Linked DNA regions of Mus musculus: region 1 is linked to region 2. Evidence: chromatin contacts called from public HiCAR-type data. All regions are on one chromosome and are shown on one strand. Each heading gives the region's core, a stretch centred on a gene start, on an enhancer-like site or on the middle of the called end of the contact. The rest is flanking DNA. Distances are from core to core; before and after follow the strand shown. Region 1 overlaps Cdk14 (cyclin-dependent kinase 14). Region 2 overlaps Akap9 (A kinase (PRKA) anchor protein (yotiao) 9).

Evidence for each region. HiCAR-type assays count read pairs that join an accessible place to other places.
Region 1: a contact with region 2 is called in a HiCAR-type map of kidney, with 4 times the contacts expected there. The contact joins two enhancer-like sites. A contact is called at or near these places in 1 of 39 promoter capture datasets (liver), 1 of 15 datasets of contacts at CTCF or cohesin (the NIH/3T3 cell line), 2 of 484 Hi-C or Micro-C datasets (embryonic fibroblasts and ventricular fibroblasts) and 1 of 115 datasets of contacts at active chromatin or transcription factors (kidney).

Annotation. Positions count from the first base shown.
Region 1 is chr5:4,915,100-4,921,118 of GRCm38.p6, forward strand. All of the region lies in intron 12 of Cdk14 (cyclin-dependent kinase 14), which reads right to left. Among named protein-coding and RNA genes, the nearest start is that of Fzd1, 160 kb to the left of the region's middle. Within about 2 kb of position 1,997, at least 31 of the 459 cell types and tissues checked have an H3K27ac peak or open chromatin away from gene starts, as enhancers often do. A contact at or near this core is called in kidney, where this site is marked.
Region 2 is chr5:4,076,922-4,083,378 of GRCm38.p6, forward strand. Akap9 (A kinase (PRKA) anchor protein (yotiao) 9) reads left to right here. Exons shown (of 48, transcript NM_194462.2): 46 at 265-394; 47 at 907-1,046; 48 at 2,738-3,283. The coding sequence ends at 2,775. It overlaps Cyp51 (cytochrome P450, family 51), which reads right to left. Exons shown (of 10, transcript NM_020010.2): 10 at 3,753-6,382. The coding sequence ends at 6,204. Gm40260 (a long non-coding RNA gene) reads right to left here and starts at 283. Exons shown (of 2, transcript XR_868220.2): 1 at 198-283. Within about 2 kb of position 4,115, at least 13 of the 459 cell types and tissues checked have an H3K27ac peak or open chromatin away from gene starts, as enhancers often do. A contact at or near this core is called in kidney, where this site is marked.

The sequences.
Region 1 (6,019 bases), core at 747-3,246, 840 kb after region 2:
TTGGTTCCTATTAATAATAGGTGTTGACTGCCATATTCTTAGGTGTACAGGACCACCATGTCCACTCGACAGACACACACACACACACATCAACATGGTTAGCTCGGTAACTGCACTCTCATTGTAAGAGGAAGACAAGCCTTGAGAAACACCCTTGGAAAGGCTCTCAGTGAGCGGGTCATCTTGTTTTTACCACAGCCAACCAGGGTGCTGTATACGCCAATGATGGCAGGCAAAGGATGACACTGCTGGTTAAAATCATCTTTCTCCACACTCTGAAGCATATTGAGGCAGCAAAGTCAGTAAATTCATAAACATTTCTTCATCAACAGAAAAGTATGCAAAGAAGTGTTAAGGAAAGGGATCAATTTATAGGAGCTTCTAAATACAGTATTTTTAAAACATCAGTGTTTCTGTGTATGCGTGATATTATAAAAAGTGGCAATTTTCAGCACTCTAAATCTTAAATGTGAATATATGTATACAGAGGGTGCGGTGAGAGGGACCTGCATTCAATTTAGGAGGTTTATTTGGAAAATAGAGCCCTCTTCTATAGCATTTCCTCTGTGGCGAGCAGGAAGCTGGCGTCTGCCATATTTTCTGAGCGTAGTGAAGGAAGATCAAGGGGATTAGAACAACAGCAGAGAGGTGAATCCTTCAGGGAGCTCAGCAAGGGGAGAGAGCTGTGAGTCTAACCCCTGCCAGTTCCCAACAGAGGACAGAGACAGAGAACACACGGAGGAGAAAGCAAGAGATACCGGCAAGAGGCAGAGCCGCTCAGGAGGGAACGGCATGGCGCCTGCAGTCGGAAGAGGTGGGAGAGGTGGGAGAGGGTTGTCTTCTCCATTCTCTTTGATACTCTTCCTCTGCAGACTTATTATACTCAAGAGCTACAGCCTTCTCAGAGTGTTTATCAGTATAGACATTTTATATATATGCACACACGCTCTACATTTATAAATATACAATATAAGTATATACTTGGTAATACTATATATGTATATATATGTATATATAGTGTATATATAGTATATTGGCTTACACACACACACACACACACACACACACACACACACGTATACCAAGGAAGATCTCCAGACATCTAGGTGTAAAATGCAATGTCTCTTAGACATTATGCCCATGCTTGTATAAGCCTGGTATACATTCGATAAGCAAATACTTCACATATGGATTTACAACTGTGTTACTGAATATGGTCGCCACTAGCTACATGTGACTCTTTACATATCAGTCAAGCAAATTCAAATTGAGTTGAAGTTGAGCTCTCCATGCAGACAATCTAGTGGCTCCCACAGTGGGTACTGCTGATGTCTGTATTAGAAATGTCAAGCCAAACTTTCAGTTATTACCAGGCTTCCTGAGCATAATCTCTTCTAAAACTCTGTGCTAAGAACAGACAGTGATTCCTCCCTCATGCATAATTTTGAGCATATCTTCTCTGAAGCAGGCAAAGTGGATTATATCTGAGCTAGCGCGGGCTGGGCTTGCTCTGCCTCACCCACGGCTCATGACTACATAGGGAATCCTTTACCGCCATGTAAACAGAATGGCTTCCTATGATGCCCTGTTTATTACTCATTGCCTCAAGGCTGTCAATATGTTACTTTCCACGGTGGCTGGACTTTACCACTGACCAAGGCTACTCACGCTGGAACACAGAGAGAAACCTAGTCTGCATGTGACTCTGCCTTCTGTGCTGCAGACATTCAGAGTGCTGCCTCCCAGAAGGGTGGGATCACAATTTTAGACAACATTCTTAGTCCATTGGTACCTTGGTCAAAGAATGCAATTGCCACTTCATGCTGGCAGAAGCAGAGCAGCCCTGCTGGAATCTGCTCAGGACACAGCTCAGGAAAGGCCTCTCCTGGCAGCCTACCTGCCCCCGGGAGCTCTGGGAGCTTCAGACACTACTGCTGGGTGCTCGTCCTTAATGAGCTGCCCAGCAGAAGGACGGCATTAACCACACCAGAAGCCAGTGTACTTTTGGATGAAGAGGCCAAAATGTAATCCAAAGGATGAAAAACAATGACTGTTGCCAACTCCCAAGCCTGGCACAAACTGCCAATTAGCAAGAGAGAAGATAGCTATTTCCTGTCCATCAGAAGAACAAAACCTGTCACCTGACATACAGCCAACGGCATGGGGCCTGCCCTCAACCACCCCCAGGAACCGTTAATGACAATGGGTTTTTGCTACCCCCCAAAAGGGGAGAAGAAATCTGGCTATGACACAAAATAAAATCAGGGTCTAAGTCCCTCAGGGCAGTGAGAGCCCGCAGAGGAGCTAAGAAGGCTGACTTGCAGGAAGTGAGTGGGTGACTGGCAGAGCCATCCCCTTGTACTTAGCTGTGAATCCAACTTTCCTCCTACAACAGGAAAGTCCCCAGTAATGCTCAAGGAAGGCGTGAGCTGGAAGACTGTGCTCAGAATCCTGAAACATCTTCTTCTTCCATCGAGGACTGTAACCAGGTTTCCACTCTGTCCTGCTCTCTGCTGCATGAAAGCCCAGGCTGAGAAGGATGTCAAATTTGAAAGAGATCTTTCTACCCAAAGATGTGATAAGAACAAATAAAACCTGGCTATTTCTAAGTATACCACAATTGGACTCCTTTCACAGGACTCACAGGGGGATATTTCCCAAGCCATAATTTTTCAATTGCATTGATCACTCGCCTCTCACCCTGTTTTCATATTGCTATTACTGATCAGTAATTGGAAAACCCTTCAGCTAGTTCTCTTTATCACAGAACTGGCCCCAACCGTATGTTTTCACACAATCCAATTCTATCTGGGTTTGGGCGTTCTAGGACACGGTCCAGGGCCCACACAGTATCTCTCACTATTTGATCATCTCCCATTTCTTCTCAGCACTCCCTGTTTGCAAACTCCTAGGGACTTCCCTGGATGTGCCTGGTGCGCAGCCACACAACGCTTTGAGGACCCAAACTAATGAGTCATTATTATGAAGACGAATGTCCCCAGGAGCTGCTTCAGTGGTGTTTGAACAAGCAGGGGAGCTCTGGGGCCTTGAAGCCATACCACTCATGTGTGTCCAAGACCAAATATGACAGCTGTTTGCTTACAGGTTGAAAATGACATTTTCGAGAGAACAGAATGTGGTGAGAAACTAGACTGGCTCTACACATCCTTCTATTGCTGCACTGAAATCTGCACAAACAGGCAGCTGGTAATTGCAGCCATCCTCAAATTGTGAGAGGATATGATTCCAAAATGTCAGCTTTAGAGCTGACCACCCCATACTCCCTTACCTCAAAGCCAATCAATGATGCAGAGAATAATTTTCTTCGAAATATTATGAAGGGAACTCTCCAGGCACTAAATAAATTAAAACAACTACTTTGAAGTAAATAGAATTATAACAAAAGTCGTCAAGACTGAACAAAATGTGCGAGTGGATGACTTTTAGATCTGGCTGACTCAGCTGCTCCCCCTAGTGTCCAGACTGTGTTCTTACCTCACTGGATTGCTCTGCTGGCCAGGAATGTCCATCTCTAACCTACTTACTTCATAGCATATTGCTTTGTTAGGTACATTCTAAGTCAACTTCGAAGGTGTCAAAGTGGGAAAGATGATCTTTCTGCTTCGCGAGAAGGTGCTGATTTAAATCTTAATGATCCAGTGAGGTACCATAGCAAGAAAAACAGTAGAGTGCCCCTAACATAAATATACAAAGGGAAAGACTGTCCCTCCAAACACTCCTTCCTATCTAATGCTTTGTGCACGTATAGCACACCTGTCTAGCAGGTCATCTTTAAAATATGTTCTGGAGGTAAAACATCAAATTGGATAAAATATTCAAGGAAAGCTCAAAAACACAACATTGGGCTATTTCTAAAATTTCCAAATTAGGGCTTATGGCTCTGTTCGGATATAGAAGCCCAGCAGGGAAGTGTTTCCTTTTCTATTTTTTCACACCCAAAGGTAGCCTCACCATGGCCTTGGTATTTACTGCACATCTACTAACACCAACTACAACATTCTCAGGAAAAATCCAGTTGTGCTTCATGAGCACATGTATCACCTGCGGGACCAGCACTTTCGGGGAAGGGTGGGGACGAGCCTGGCCTGACCCCATTCAGTGTGCGTGGGCCTCGCCTTCCCAGCCATGAGCTCTATTTTCCAGATGTGTCTTCTTTGACTTAGTGGTTTGCCCTTAGTTCTCTTTTCAAAACGTTCAAACCTCCCAACTCGTCCAGCTGTTAAGAAGTCCCAAGGCAAGCAAATGCGCTCTTGGATTCGCACCCTTCGCTTTGCTGGAGACTGGATCCTAAGCCTTCTTCTCCAGCCAAAATAATAAAAGATCTTTTAAGTGGCTGAAATTCTTGGTGAATTGCACATATTTGCCAATGTCAGACAACTATAAATAGGGAGATTTACAAGAGAAATAGCTGAGTCTTCATAATTCCAGTAAAATAAAATGGACTATTTGGAACAGTTAAAGCCTAGGACATATTTTTATGAAATTCAGATTTATCTGCATTTAGCCCCAAATCCCCTTTAAGCAGGGAAAGCTTCCTGGATCATGCACTTTCGGTATGAGGAAACAAAAGGGCTTACTTTCCTTTAATGGTAATCATTAAACATTCTTAAACTGATAGTACTTAATTTATATTAAGCTTTTTAGTTTGGATATTTACTGCATCTTTTTATATCTTCTACCACAGCTCTATTATTATAGAATATTAAAAAATATCAGAAGGTAAAATCATGCTCATGGTCACTGATATAAGTAAAATCGCTGGTGTGAGCTAGGGCAGATGTGGTTCCAAAGTGGACAGGATTATTTGATAGCTATTTAGATTGAAGGTTCGCTAGCTCAAGAAGTCCCCGAACTCCTTGGCAGGCTAACACCTCCAGTAGCTTCCACAACTTCGATAATGCTACCTTTAAATAAACTGTTACTTAATTTTGTGCTTTAACTTTTTAAATATTGTTATTTAATTTTGTACCTTAATTAATGGCAAACTACTTTTTGGACTAGCTCATCATCACATATATTCCAAATAAATTCAATTATTGGAAATTATTTTGAATTCATTACTATAATACAAGAGAATGCAGAAATTGCTTCAGTTTATGAACTTCTACAAATTAAAAAAATCTACAAGGTAAAAATAGTTATTATTAGCATATATGCATTGTACAAAGTGATTGGATTTCATATTTTTATTAAAATTCATCATTACCCTATACATCTATATTATCCTTTCCTGTTTTTCCTGTTTTACCCAGACAGTCCTTTCTTCTTCCTGAAGAATCACCCTGTGGTACTCTTGTGTGTGTCATGTCATTCACATGCTCGTGTGTGTGTGTGTGTGTGTGTGTGTGTATGTAAAATCTAGATATAACAAAAAACACGCCATAATTATCCTTCTGATTTTAACATATTTTGTTAGTTTCATGGTTTCCAGTCCACCCATTTTTCCCATCTTCCTGCAACAGGACTAACTGAGAATGCAGCCTGCAGAGGGTGTGCCTCCCAGGGATCGCATCCTTTACATAGTGAAAACAGCCAGCATAAGATCCAGCTATACTACCCTCAGGAGCACACGCAGTACAGAGACACTCGCTCAGCTAGGTTCGCATGGCACGGTTCATAACAGCCAACTTAAACTGACCTTGGTGTCCATCCACCAACATGTGGAGAGATAAAGAAAAGGTGGTATGCAAATATAATGGAGCTTTGATTAGCCATGAGAAATGTAGAGGGTAAATGAGAAAAGTATCACGAAATTTATCACCTTGTACAGTGAACATATCCTAATAATTAAAATGAGCTACATGCATTATTTTTTTTAAAAAGCTTTGTAGTAGAGAAAAGTGATCATACCAGCCACTCTTCTAAAGACACGATTAATTAAAATAAGACTGGTTAAATCCTTCAAATTACTATAGAACATAACATAGCCATCCTAAGAGTTTCTCTCTATCAGCTGTCCAGCATCTCTGCTGACAGCACTGATCAAAAGCATTCTTGT
Region 2 (6,457 bases), core at 2,865-5,364:
CTAAGTATTTTACAAGGGAAATATTCCAGTGAGTTTATTTTCATTGAAACATAGTTCTTGATACCAAAATTGTCATATTCAGAGGTAAACAGAAAACCACTGAAAGGCTCTTTGGTTTGTAATGTTCTCTTTTAGCAAGAATTGAAACTGGATATAAATAATGTATAGTATCATATAGTATTCTTTTAAATCCTTACTGGTTTATGGGTGTCTTCTGAGGCTTGGTACTTTTTTCATCATGGTGATATATTTGGATTTCTTTAGGCATTGAAAAGACTGATCCATTCTATCATTCTCCTGGTGGGCTGCAGCTCTATGGAGAACCAAGACACACAATGTACCGTTCAAGATTTGATCTGGACTATCCTCGGTCTCTCTTACCATTGCAGAATAGGTAAGACTTTATCAGACCTGGCTGGAGTAAACAGTACTTCAGAGAGAAATAGACTGTTAGAGCTTATGACTTTTGCATTATGAGAGTGAAACACCTATAGTTATATGTAGTTTCTGTATCTTAAAGCTTAGAATCAGAGCTACTTTTTAATTTGTAAATGCTTTCTAAAGGTTTAGGAAACACTGTTTATAAACTGTTTATAAGTATATGCTGTAGTTAGACATTGAAAAAGTATTGATCACCATCCATTACAAAAGCAGAAAATAATGCTGTAGACCTATGAAAAGTTGCTTAACACAAATCCTGCATATTCTGTGCACCTCTGCAGGACTTGTGCTAGGCCTTCACATAATGGTATCTTTGAGTTTGTTGGAGACTTACTTCCTTGTTATCCTGTATTCAGAAGTCTGGAATCATAGCTCAGGCAGTGTATAGAGCAGGGGGAGGCAGGCTGTCAGTTTTGCTGCATTGTTTCTGGCAAATTGGATTCCTGAATGTAATTTAATCCATAGGTACCCGGGTACTCCAGGAGACTTAAATTCTATTTCAATGGCTTCTTCTCAACTTCACCAGTACAATCCTGATAAATCTCTGACAGATTACGTCACTCGGCTAGAGGCGCTGAGAAGGCGACTTGGAGCTATACAGTCAGGTGCTGCTCCTTCACCACTTCTCTGTAGCGGCAATGCTAGATCCACTTGTGTGTCTCTAAATCCTCCACGTGCTTCTGCAGGTTAATCAAATCCCGTAGCTCAGTGCAGAAGTAAGTTCCCCGGTTGTCCCAGCAGAGAGCTGACTCTATCACACATTAGCTTAAATGTGTTCCCTCAGCACCCCTGACAGAGTGATTTTGTACTGTGTTCATTTGGATTAGACGAAATGCATGGTAGGTACCATCTGCAAGGTTCTCTGACTCTGAGGCCCAGCACAGAACATGTTCCTAAGTAGCATAGGTAGCAAGAAAGCAGCAAGGTGTAGAAGGCAGAACAAGCCCTGTCCTAAGCAGGAAATGCTGCCATTGTCTCCACTCCTCATTGTCCTTCCACATGACAGCCTTGTAAGACACTAAGCATCATCATATCTCCCCTCAACATATGAACCATGTTTCATAAAGGGGTGGAGAGGACTCAGCAACTAAAGGCAGTTAAAGGCCTCCAAGCCTGAGTTCAACCCCAAGCCACAGGAGGAGGAACGGAGGAACCAGCTCCCATAAGTTACCCTCTGCCCTGCATGGTGAGGTATCGCCTACACAGACAGATGTAAAAAATGTAATTTTTATTTTTAAGATTTTGTAAAAATCTTACCTTCTTCTCAGAACTATATACATATTGTCATATGTTATTGTAGAGGTAGATTTCATTCATCATAGGAAAAGTTCTCTGCCTTCATTCACTCACTACTGGCCCAAAGGCTATCATTTTAGTTTAAGCTACTGGGCTAGCCATCCGCTTTGATGGATTTGTTTTTATTTGCTGGCTTGTTTTTAGTTATTCTGTATGTATGATGTTTTCTGTCCATGTGTGTCTGTGTACCACATGCATGGCTGATGCCTACAAAGGCCAGAAAAGGACTGGAGTCCTATAGATGATTGTGAGCTACCATGTGGTTGCTGGGCCCCAGATCCTCTAGAGTGCTTCTAACCTAACCATCTCGTCAGTCCCTGGTCATTTTTAAGGACTCTTTTTAATACCACATACTGCCGACTGCAGTTGTTTAGAGGTAGTTTAGCTTTTCATTCAAGCAACCTTAAGAGTGCTCATGAAATACATCAGCATTCTCTCTCGCTTCCCTTGCTATAGGGCAGTCAAGGTAACCTCTAAATATAGTCAGCCTCTTGGAGCTATAGTTAAGCTGAGGGCTGAAGATGGCTTTGGGTGAGAAACAACAAACTGTTGTCTAGAGACCTACTTGTGGTTCCCAACACTGCGTCTCAGGCAGCTCATAACTGCCTGTACCTCCATCTCTACAGGATCCAGTGAATTAGGGCATTCTGTGCTGCACTCACACAAACATGTGTACGTACACACACACACACACACACCATACATTATTACTTAAAAAATAAGTTTTACCTTCAGGTTTCATTTACCTTCAGGTTTCATTTGTGTATGTGTGTGCACAACCATGCTGTAGCAATGAGAAAATTTGCATATTGGTTTTCCTTCCACTATGTGGGTTCCAGGAATCAAACTCAGAGATTGTTGGGCTTGGCAGCACCTTGACCACTGAAAAATGTCACGGGCCCCCAACATTTTGAGATGGTGTTAAACAGATCCATCTGCCCATGTCAGCTGGATGCCATTATATAGGCAAAGTCTAATTGCTTTGTTTTCTATTTTACAGGGTCCACTACTCAATTTCACTTTGGCATGAGGAGATAATCCGTTGAAACATTAATTGAATATTAAATAGATTCCCTTTTGTAAATCAATGGCTCTTTTGTGCTTTTGTATTGTGAATATTCGATGGGACCAATACATGCACAGCTTATGATTGTATACAAATCCTTAGCAGCAGCACATGAAGACAAACTGGAGTTTGTGTATATAAGCAATGTGTGTGTGTTCATGCACAGTAATCATTAAATTACATGTATATTTGTGGAATGCTAATTTAAGTGATTAAATTATAAACTTTGTGTATTTATCAGGTGGGTGAAAAGATTAAACTTTTTCAAATGACAGTGCTGCTGGACGAGTACCTTGCGGTGCCCTGCGCTTTTCTTACAAAGCTACTGAAGTTACATGTTTCTGCTTAATATATTTGCTACTGGTGATGAAGACAACATATCACTTGTAGAGACCTATTTTTGTATAATGGTCAAAGTTTTGAACTTTATGGGTATTTTGTCAAGTACTGAAATAAAAAGACCTCACCATTTTCACCTTACTGTAGTTGAACCTTCTTGATTTTTCACTAAGCCACAACTCGTGGTCCCTATCATCTTGTTACTTGTCTCAGCTCAGGATCCAAAGTGTGGTTTTGCTCTGCCTTCATTAAAGAACATTCTTAATGTGCCTGTTTTCAACACTAAGGTGGCACTGGTGTTTATGATTAGTCCATGTTTTATTACATTTCGTGTTCTTATGTCCAAAGAGACTTACAAATCTAGACGCAGAAATCAGCTCTCAATATTAAATTGTATCCATAAGAGTGTAGCAAAAATCAGGAAGCGTCCTGCTAAGCCAGCCAAATTCTAATTGGAAAAGTCTCAGAGAGAATACTGTTCTCCAGAGGGCTCCCTACTAGCACTGCACTGACTAAAATAGCTGTGGTATTGGTTTACATCTGGAAAAGAGTGTTTCACTATTAATGGTCTCTGCACTACATGAAGACAATCACAAAGCTGTGCATTGCTGGGAATTTCTAATTTTATTTCCCAAATTTCAACTAGGCTTTCTAAAAATATCAAAACTATTCTAAAGCAACTAGTTGAGCAGGAAAGTTGTGCATTAAACTCTTTAAAAAACTAATACAGTTGCCAAGTCAAGACAGTTCAGTCGGGAAAAGGCAGATGGACAGGTGCTTGCCAGCCAATCTACCCTACTGCTAGTCTACCCTACTAACACCCTATGGCCCTCAGCCTCTGCTGTGTTGTTCACAATAACTTAATAGCTCGTCTGTGGTCAGTATCTCAATCTGGAATTCTAGTGCTTGAGCCCTTTTAAATCTCAGCACTGAAAATATGTCAAAGTCTAAAACTAGACAGTAAACAGGACAGCCTTACTCAAGTCACAACTCTGCCAGGAATCTACCAATCTGATCAAAGTCTAGAACCCCTCTAGGAATAATAAAGACAAAACATCTACATTGGCAAAGAAAATCTGTTACTTAGAAACAATCATCAAACTTTAATCAAGGTTTTAACCTAACACGTCTATGACTTAAAAGTCTTAACAACCACACAGTAAAAGGAGGGACTTGATCAAAGTCTAGAACCCCTCTAGGAATAATAAACACAAAACATCTACACTGGCAAAGAAAATCTGTTACTTAGAAACAAACAGTCTTCAAACTTTAATCAAGGTTTTAACCTAACACGTCAAATGTAACATCTATGACCTAAAAGTCTAACAACCACTCAGTAAGAGACAAGCACACTTTTGAGAGGTGAGCAACTTTTGTAACTTGTTATGAAAATACCTGATTTCTCATGGGGCATTGATAACAAGAGTGACTTACCTAAATAACCAAAGATAATACTAAAAGGAACCTATTTCAGGCAAATAGGATGTAAGCTTCCATATGCCCAGATTTCATGAACTGTACTTACTGAAGCACAAGTTCAAATTCATGAATACAAACCAGTAAAACTTTCTCAGAGAATTTTAATGTGGAGCCTTTAACAGCAGAGATTTAGGCCTTCACTGGGAGTCTTCAAAAGCCTCTTAAAACTGTAACGGAGTTTCAGTTCCTCTTGCTACAAGGAAACACCATGACCAAAAAGCAAATCCCGAGGGTGAAGGTGGGTTATTTGGCTTACACTTCCATATCACTGTTTATCATCAAGTGAGGACAGGAACTCAAGCAGGTCAGGAACCTGGAGGCAGGAGCTGATGCAGAGGCCATAAATGAGTGCTGCTTACTGTTTTGCTCCTCATGTCACGGTCAGCCTTTCATAGGATCACTAGCGTAGGGATGGAACCACCACAGTGGGCTGGAGCCTCTCCCATTGATCACTTATTAAGAAAATGCCTTACAGCTGGATCTCATGGAGGCATTTCCTCAACTGAGGCTTCCTTTTCTCTCTGATGACCCTAGCTTGTGTCAAGTGCCTAAGACCAGCCAGTACACATACTTTTAGAGAAAAGAGGTTTTATTTTGGGGAGTGTGTTAGTCTTGCTCCGTAGCCTAGGTTGGCCTCAAATTCTCAATCCTGCCGCAGGTCCTGAATAACAGCATTACAGGTGTGCAGCACCACTCCAGCAACAGAGCTATTCTTACTCCTAACACAGATTAAGGGCATGTCACAGAGTTGGGTCCGTGGTTACAATCTGTTAGGTTGTCTCCTGAGCACAGAATACGGGCAATGATACCATCTCCCATTCCCCAGTCTCAAGGCCAGAACTCACTAATCTCAAAATCAGACACTTTTAAAAGCCTGGTAAATTTAAACTTCCCAACAACAACAAAAAACCTTAAGCCAAATTAAAATAAAAAAGTCTTACAAGGATTTGATTTTGGATTTTTCACAAAACTGTGACCATTTGGGACCAGTAACATACATAAGCACTCTTTAGATTTTATTACTTTTAGGAATTAAGGTTATCAAGGCAAGGTTCAAGATCGCTGCCATCTTCCAGGAGCGGTGCTCCAGTTAACATTTCAAAGGACACACCACACCATCTAAGTAGCGTTTACTTCCACCTCAAGCTTCGCAGTAAACTTAACCTTTATCCTTTCATATCTTTACGCACAGAAGTGGCCCAACTACACGACCCCATTACCTTTGTAGCATTTGACAAGGCTTTGAAACTTCAAACACCAGTTCCAAATCTCCCTGTGGCAATGTGTGGAGTTAATTACCTGGATGCTGCATTCTATATCTTCTTAATTCCAAGACACACCCCCCCAAATGATTTCTAACATAAACTTGGCTTCCCTGAAATCCTATCAAAACTACTATAAACTGTTTCAAATGCCATTCGGTCTGACAAAAATCACCGAGTTAATAAAACATTAAAATCATAAACTGGCTCTCAGAACCACACTCTTCAACCCAGTACAGCACGAGAGCTTCTCAGAGGCTTCATTCTTTGCCAGCTGCGGCTTGCGGTCCTCTCTCCACACTGGCTTCTTGTTCCTCTTCTCATTTTGATCGTCGTTTGTAACGGATTACTGGGTTTTCTGGGGTGTGGATCATTGTTGTATAATTCACAGTGGGAAAATATCCATTGATGAGGTCAAATTCATATAAACGAAGCATAGTCGACCAAATTGTCTTAATTTGAACATAGGCAAAATTTTCTCCAACACAACGATGACGCCCTGTTTTAAAATAAATTTTCATCAGAATAAGTTTTAAAATCTTCATTCCTTCTTTCAGCCTGGAACAGTACTCAT